Linked DNA regions of Arachis hypogaea: region 1 is linked to region 2. A link is a contact called in public Hi-C data. All regions are on one chromosome and are shown on one strand. The core of a region is the stretch at or near the end of the contact, and the rest is flanking DNA. Distances in the headings are between cores, read along the strand shown. Region 1 has its middle 6.1 kb from the start of LOC140176355. Region 2 holds the start of LOC112720827 (14 kDa proline-rich protein DC2.15).

Region 1 (4,636 bases), core at 1,704-4,203, 240 kb before region 2:
AGAGTATGAAAATGGAATTATTAAGCTACAAAGTAGTATTAGCTAGTCCTTAATTAATTAATTAATTAACTATTTTAGAGGTGGACAAACAAAACCAGGAGGAGGAGTCATGCCACAAGTTGCAAGAACCTGAAGAGCAACAGGTATGAATATGTTGAGATTAAGAAGCTTAATCCTAATAACGGTGCAAAGACAAATCGCCGCTTCAAGATCAAGCAACCCTTGAATCACTGGACAACAAATATTCTCCACCGGGTTCCCTATTCCCACATGCACAATCCCTCCGGCAACGTCCAAGCACAGCCCTAGCTTCAGCGCGTCGATCGGACAGGTCGCTCGAGCCGGCGGCGGCGGGTATATGATTACTGGAGGGGGTTGCACTGGAGGCGGGATGATGATGACTGGTGGTGATGGATATGACGGCGGTTTCGAGGGGTGTTTTCCTCCTCCGCCGTGATGTGGCGGGGGTTTTGGGCGGTAGTGGTGGTGAGGTGGTGATGGATGCGGCTGCGTGCAAGGACCACATGCTAAGATTATTGGTGGCATAGCATTCAGCATTAGAATCATGAAAATAAAAAACGTAGCTTTTGAGGTTGTTGGAAACATCGCTAATTAAGTTATCTTTGTTTTCTTCTCTCTTTGATTTTCCTCGGATTGCTTGAATGTAGAAAGTGGAAATCGAACCCTTATCGGTTTTCTATGATAAGTGAGAATATATTGTGAAGGGTGCCATATATATAGAGAGAGAGCAAGAGACATGCATCTTTGAAGATTCTAGCTAGCTAATTAATGAGTTTAACCTTTCGTTAAACAAGATATATAGCTAGAATAAGATTATATATTATTCAACATGCAGTAAGTAACACATGGCATCATATAGAACATCCGCGAAGACATGCATGCACTCAACAACGTCTTATTATGTGCAGAACAAGAATAGATATAATTAACCGAATAAATGGACAAGAAATATAAAAGGAAGAGTTTGGGATGAATAAAGATACACATCAAAGATACATAAATATCCGATGAAAACTCAAGTGCAGTCGACTTCACGTAAAGTTAATAATTAAGAACTGTTAGATAATTTAATTGATTTGACTAAATTTTTATCTAATAACTCTTAATTATCAACTTTATGTGAAGTCGACTATACCTGAACTTTCACCGTATTTAAAAGATTGGTTTTGACGACGAAAACATTATACTTAGCGAGATTTTAATATTTATAAATTTTCGATTTTTCTTTATTAAAAACAATTCTTGAAGTATATTTTAATTATAAATTTTTATATATATTTTTACTCATCGCAAATTTTTTTATGTATATTTTTTGTCTATTTAGTCATGATTAAATTGTCATGGTTTCTGACTCTCAGATTATTAGATGAAAAAGTCTAAGGGACCAACACTTTTATTAAAATTTAGCCAGCACTTAATCAGTAAAAAAAAAGTGAATAATTTTATACCATTAGATAAAATTTTACACCATTAAAAATATCGATAATGACTAATTAATGGTTACAAATCACAAAATTTACTGATCCCTAACACTCTTATTAGATAGCAACAACATGCCACTTTTTAATTTTATTATGGAGGCTAGAATGGGGTAGGACCCCGTTATGGGGATCAGGTGTGCTTTACCTGCATGTGGTGTCAGCAGGTAAGAAATCGGACGGTGCGAGTGGGGCGAGGCTTATCGGACAGTCCGACTTATTCACTACAACACAGACCATGCGAGTTGTTGAGGGAAAATAAAAAAGAAATTTTCATTCATGCAGAACTCGAAATGTCCGATAAGTTTCATATAAATTTCAGATATTTCCTTCATACAAAACGGACCCTCCGATTTGCTTACAAAAAATTTTCAACAATGAAATCGAAGGGTCCAATTTCTTAACACCAAATTTGAACAAAAATTGTCCCACAAATTGGTCTACTACCTCTAACATCTATAATTATGCACAACACATTCACAGCTTCCATAACAAAAAAATCAACCACAACATGCAATGTGTCTTTTGTAACAATATCACAATAGTCAAAATAATAGGAAATTTAATTCTTTAAGCAAGTGTATGTATTATATAAGTTTGAAATTCTTATTTAAATTTCAAGAAATTAAATTGAATTAGTTGAATTTTCCATAACAAAAATTGATAAGGCTTACTAAAAAATATACATGTTATTATAAAATTATTTTATTTCAAAAATTTAAACACCACGGGAATAACGTTATTTGCACTAATTTTTTTTTTTACAATTCTTTTGTACACTTTTAGCTTTTTAATATTCAAAATGATCGATAAAAAGTAAAAGAAGATAAAATATTTTTTTATACCATAAAAAGAGAATATATAAAAAAGGTTATGTACAAAAAAAATGCAAATATTATTTTTAAATTTACACTGATAACTAAAGATACATAAATAATTTTATATATAATTCATCTCTTCAAACAATAATCTCTTTTCAACTTAAAATGTGATTATACATAAATATTTTTTTATTTCTCATATACTAAATTTTTTCTTATTCTAAGAATCAAAGCCTAAATCGTTTTATTAAAAACATGTATATATTATAAAATCACTTGACGAAAAGAGATTAAACCGACAAGTAGAATCATGGATTATATATCTAACGCTACCATAAGTTTGTCCCTCGTAATAATAACAATCCATCCACTACCGAGGAAGCTATAGGGATATAGTAGTAACTAGTTCATTATGTTATTGTGGATTAATCATTTTTATCATTGGACTAAATTTTAATTAGTATAAAAAAAAGTAGTACTTTGAAGAAAAAGAAAATCACATAATTCTTATATCAGATAAAATTCCAATTATATTTGATATAAAAAATTAGTGGGGCACAGAGAGATGGAGAGAAAGAGATAGGGAATATAAATGGAAGTTTTGGAATCATGTGCTGTGGTTTTGTGATTTCGAGAGAGTACTGAGTCTCCGTGACCGTGAGCTGGCTGCAGGAGGTCAGTCCGTGACCTAGCTAGTTCAGTTCGAGTCATGATTTTTAAAATTGGACTGGACCGACCGATCGATCTAATCGAAAATTGACAATGTCAACGGTCCGGACACTCGAACGTTCCCACTGCGTGCTTTTCATTTTCATTGCATCCATCCCTATCTAGTATCCTGTTTCTATTATCTTTTATATATTCATTGGGAAAGTTTTCACATATGTCATTGTACTTTATGAAACGTTTCAAGTATTCCATCGTACTTTCTTGAAAATTGGATATACGTTTAGATAATATTGTGTCCATTTATTATGTAGCGAAGAATTGAAGGACAACAATAATCCTTAGCAAAGGTTTAAAAAGATGATATTGGATAGTTTTAGAAATGGGGTAGCACAGTGTGACGAAAGTCAGCTATATTACTATGATCGTAGTGATTTCGCTTGTGTTGTATGAAGTATGTTCTTTTGGTCAAAATTAATAGAAAAAAAATGATGAATTTAACAATTAGAAATGGACTATATTTAATTAGGTGAATTCTATCCAATTTTCTCTAAAATAACGTATAAATTATTCTTTATCATGTGTCACGTTTTAATTGGTTATTATATTAACCATAGTTGGATTATTTTGTAATTTATTATTTGAGATGGGTAATGATATAATTTCTTAAAATATCAACACCTCACTCCCGTTAATTGAAACATCTTTCCACTCCTCCATTCTTTCTCCGTCACGTAGCTTCAGTACTTCCAAGCATCGTAGTCGCCGTGGTGACAAGAAGAACGACGTCGTCGTCATCTACTGCCCTCTCACGCAATCTCTCTTTCTTTATCCCTTAACGACGTCGTTGAATTCCCATCGTCAATAACTTTGCCGTCCTATTCAATATAGCCAGCGCCGAAATCATCGCTATCTCCTATCCTCTCACTCAATGCCGTGGATCACTCTTTACTAACATAAGTAATGTTTAGTTTGGTTATTAAAAGTATAATAAAATAAATCTATTCAGAGTACTTAAAAGTGTAATTAAAATAAAGAACATGTTGGAATAAATTATTTTATTAATCCAGATCATCCATATTGAGTCACCAAAAATATATCATAATGTGGAAGCGTACCTTTACTAATAGAAATTAGAAATTAGATGGAAGGATTGTCTCAATCTTGTGGTTCCTTCGATCTTCCTCAACTAAAGCCTTCTGTATTCCTAGGCGACTGGATTGCAACTCTTTTGATGGGGAAAGAGCAACAAAGGCGGCTTTGGTATATTGGGGACCGAAACCCTGAAGGACTATTTATATTTGAGCATGACACCCATTAAACCGTAAAGCCCAAATAAAATAGTATCTAAAGTCTAAAAGATAATATATCTAAAATACAAAATAATTATCTAAGGAATAAAAGATAATATCTGCTTTTTATTCTCATTTAATTCCAAATCAAAAGTAATAATGACTTATTCAATTTAGCATTTATAACAATAAATGAGATCACCATTATATAAGTCATTTAATTTGAAATAGCATAATTTGTGATTATAATTAATATATGTATTGTCCACAAACAAATTAGAAAATTAAAATAATTTCCTAACAATCTCTCACTTGGGCTATACATATATTTGACATAATCACATCTTATAAACTTTAT
Region 2 (4,179 bases), core at 967-3,466:
TATTTGTGATATATGGGAGCACGTAGCTTGTGCCTTCTTAAATTTTTGGGTGATAGCTTTAACACGATTTACTTTGTATACCATTTTGATTTATTTTTTATAACAAAAACTTGGGTATCGAATTATTTTCAATCAATATTTGTAAGACATAAAAAATACTTTTTAATTATGTAAAGAGGAGGCCATTAACGATCATGTCAAATACAGCTTACCAACAGTAAGTTGTTTGACCAAATTTTAAATCGTGATATATAGTCGAGTATCATTTGAAATCGTACACTACATAAATATATTCATAAAAAGAAATCTAAATAGTAAAGTTATATGCCTCAAACGTAATATACTAAATAATTTTTAAAAAGTTGTAAATTCAATTTTTTATATATAGATATATGATATTGATTTCTTTTTTGTAGTAATATTTAGCAGATTTTTTTGGATCAGTGAGAAATTCGAATCCAAAATTTTTAGATAAAAAAAAATTATGTCATTTAACTTATTATTCATTGTGATATATAATATTGATTGATTTTTTCGTTGTTATCCCTTGCTAGATAATGGACTTATTAAGTTATTATTGAATTTGGGCCTTAGCCATTTATATTGGTATGGTTCTGAATATATCACGATCAAGTCTGTAATTTCATCTTTCTTCTACTGTATTGATGAGCTTCCAAATCGAATCGAAGCATACGATTGGAACCACAAATTTTATGGCTCTAAAACATATGATGATAATACCATTAATAAACACGGGAAAATAACAGTGTCACATACAGTATTTATTAATGTTTTTATTCTTTATATTTAATTTCATCACTATAACAAACATATATAAAGATTGATATTTAATTAATTAAAATTTTCTTCGATATTACCATTAAAGATAAATAATCAATCAAAAACCAATCAAGCCAAAGTCAAACACAAAAAATCCTGTAACAACAAAAAAGCCAACTCTAAAAGATTACAAAAGCATTTAAAAAAATATCAACTAAATGTTCACTTTTAAAATATCAACATAACTAGACTTTTACCTTTCAAAAAATTCATGGACTTTTAATGCTAAATGCCAAACCAAAAATTCATGTTTTATCTTCCTGCAAAAATTAACACTCATACTAACTGAGGCTAAGTAATTATTTTAAAAAAATATTTTTTGACAATCACAAATGATGCTTCTGCTACTATTATTTATTATTATATTTCCCTACTCTATCTTTTGATATATATCGATACTTATTTTTCTACCGATGCCTTTGGGAGACCTACTTTCATTGATCAATAATTCAATATATACGTATCTATTATTCTACTATAGCATAAGAACAAGTTAAAAAGAAACCCAAAAAAAAAAAAATGTTCATATACACACCATGCTGATAGCCTATTATAAAGAGAAATTTTTATTATCACTTAGAAATTTCACTTACGTGTAATACAACAAGAACAATAATAATCACTAACATATCTAAAGTATTGATTGAACATGGAAGTATCAATTAGCACAAGCAAGGCACGTGCCAATCAGAACAACAAAAGTAAAAACTGTATAGAACCTTATGAGAGACACACACATATATGTGAAGTGCCATTGCCATTCATTCAACAATACCAGGGTCTTCACTCTTAAGTATGGCAATAGCAATTTAATTAAGAACCATAATTTAAGGGCAGACAAATCCGTTAGGGACACCTTTTCCACAGTAGTTGAGAATCAAACTCAAGCTGATTGGAATGTTAAGATTGATACCAAGCAAATTGGCTTTAAGAGCGGTGCAAAGGCAAAGAGCGGCTTCAAGATCAACGAGGCCATTAATGAGGGAGCAGCATGGTGTCTTTGCTGGATTTCCAAGCTGAACGTTCACCAAACCCAACACGTTGGCGCACACGCCCAACTTGAGCGTGTCTCTTGGGCATTTGGGTTGTGAGGGGGGCTTTGTGGATGGCGGTTTAGGGATTGATGGGACGCTCGGGTGCGGCGGTTTGTGGTTGTGGCTTTTGGTTGGTGGTGGTGGACATGGCACGTAGTTTGAGGTTACAACTGTGAAGAAGAGAATGTTGAGGGCAATGAGAAGAGCACTCTTTGAAGCCATTTCACAAACAGTTGGTGGTGGTAATGAAGTAACTACACTTTCTTTGGGACACTATTATTTGTTTGTTACTTTGGTTTTCTTTTCTTGTGAGTAGTGATGGTGGTTGGAGGAGGTTGTGATGGGGTTTTATAAGGAAGGACTGGGGAGTTGTTTGGGAATTTTTTTTTAAGGTTTAAATAATAATTGGGATATTTTTCCATAATAATTTGGAGGAAATACATTATGCATGTGAGTATAGTAGGGATCACATTGGACGGAAACTGGAAGAAGCCAACACTAGCTGGCAGCACAACATGGAAGGAACGATATGTTTTAAACACGCGGAAATTATTTGGAAAAAAAAAATGTTAGGAACTAAGATTTATAATTTAGAATTTAGTATTTAATGTTTAAAATTAGTTAAATATTAATTAAAAATAATAAATTTTATTAGTTATATAATATTAATCATAAAAATAGAAAAAAAATATCTGATTGAATAAATATAGAGAATTAATTAATATTATTTATTTTTATTATTAACTTTTTTATTTTTTAAAAATTTTAAAATCTTAAAATTTAGAGTTTAAAAATTAAAATAGGTTGTTTAGAATTTAGAATTTATAGTTTAACATGATTTTTTTACTTTTATATAGTAATATTGTATAATGATAAAGAAAATTATTTACTTCTTATTAATTCTATTATATGGGATGGAGATTTCAAGTTCTTTTTTCTTTTGAAATATATTTTATCATGTATATTTATCAAAAAACATTCTTATTTTGTAAACTTCAATTTAAGATTTTTCCGTTATAATAATGTAAATATACACTATCTTAACTAATATCACAATTTTTAATATGATATATATTTAATAAGTAAAAAATAAGTTAATAGATAAATTAGTGTCTAATAATATGCTATTATAAATAATATATTTAAAGTAGTTTGGAGGCATCTGCCATGTTGCAAAGTGGGGTTAGTTGTCAATTCACTTTGAGAAGAATATATCATTTCATACATGTCGTTCAGCTTCATTTTCAATAGTTTGGCAAAGATTCAAAACCAAATAATAATGCATATGATATTGAGGCTTATTTGTCATTTTCCAGTCATTATTTGCGACTGATGAATTGACGAAGTCACTGCATTGTTCTTATTCATTACTCTCTCCTTCTCGCTTTACAACTGATCCGTCTCAATTCTCAAATAATATGCCCAACATGCACGCTTCTCTTCGATTCTCACTTTAATTTGCTTAATAATGCTGCTGATATATATATTTATACTAAAAAAATTAAACAGTTATTTTCATGAGAAAATTAATAGTTGAGAATCCTTATTGGATATAATTATAATTTGAAGTTTCTAGAATTATTTATAAATAAAACTTTTAGAATCATAAACAATGGTTGAAACTATTTGAAGAGTATTCTCAATATTTTATTATCACATTAACGAGAACAGATACTCAAAAAAACAAAAAACTCTAAAATTTCTTTCACTTCTCATTTTACTTTCATTTAGGTCAAACTTTTCCTTTTCCTTTTTCAGTAATAGTTAAAATTTATCTATTTATATTTCAATTTCTTTCAAACACTACTTGTTATCTTTTATATTCTTAAAATTCTATAGATATACTCTTTCCCTTGTCAATTCACAGTGCTTAATGGTCGATCATCATCAAATTAACAAAATATTAGTTAAAACACTTTTGTTCAACATTTCTTTCCGTGCAATAATTAAAAAATGCTCAAGTTAAAGACAAAAGTAATAACTACATCAAGATTCCAATTCCCATTATCAAAACTATACCGATAACTTAAAACTTTATCAGGCATATGTATATACCAAATAGGCGCTAATCTAAAATCTCAAACAAAATTCAAACCAACAACAAAAGACTGACTTCCAATCTATCTAAGCTAACTTCCAAATTTAACGTATCATTTGGTATAAACTTTGACGATTCTACTCTTAAATATTGTCATTATTAGCACACTTATATTATCATCATTTTATTTGAGTATCGCACACTAGTCATCTTATTCAAAACCTTCGCTAACTGTTGGCATAACAAAATTGCAAAGATTTTCACTGT

Evidence for each region. Hi-C and Micro-C count contacts between places; a contact is called where the count stands out from the background.
Region 1: a Hi-C map of leaf shows a contact between it and region 2, with 3 times the contacts expected there. The contact joins the enhancer-like site here to the promoter of LOC112720827 in region 2. A contact is called at or near these places in 2 of 8 Hi-C or Micro-C datasets (leaf and an unstated tissue).

The regions. Positions count from the first base shown.
Region 1 is chr11:48,911,443-48,916,078 of arahy.Tifrunner.gnm2.J5K5, reverse strand. No RefSeq gene overlaps it. Among protein-coding and RNA genes, the nearest start is that of LOC140176355, 6.1 kb to the right of the region's middle. Within about 2 kb of position 2,953, at least 2 of the 3 cell types and tissues checked have open chromatin away from gene starts, as enhancers often do.
Region 2 is chr11:48,669,842-48,674,020 of arahy.Tifrunner.gnm2.J5K5, reverse strand. It overlaps LOC112720827 (14 kDa proline-rich protein DC2.15), which reads right to left and starts at 2,216. Exons shown (of 1, transcript XM_025771923.3): 1 at 1,384-2,216. The coding sequence starts at 2,096. The coding sequence ends at 1,668.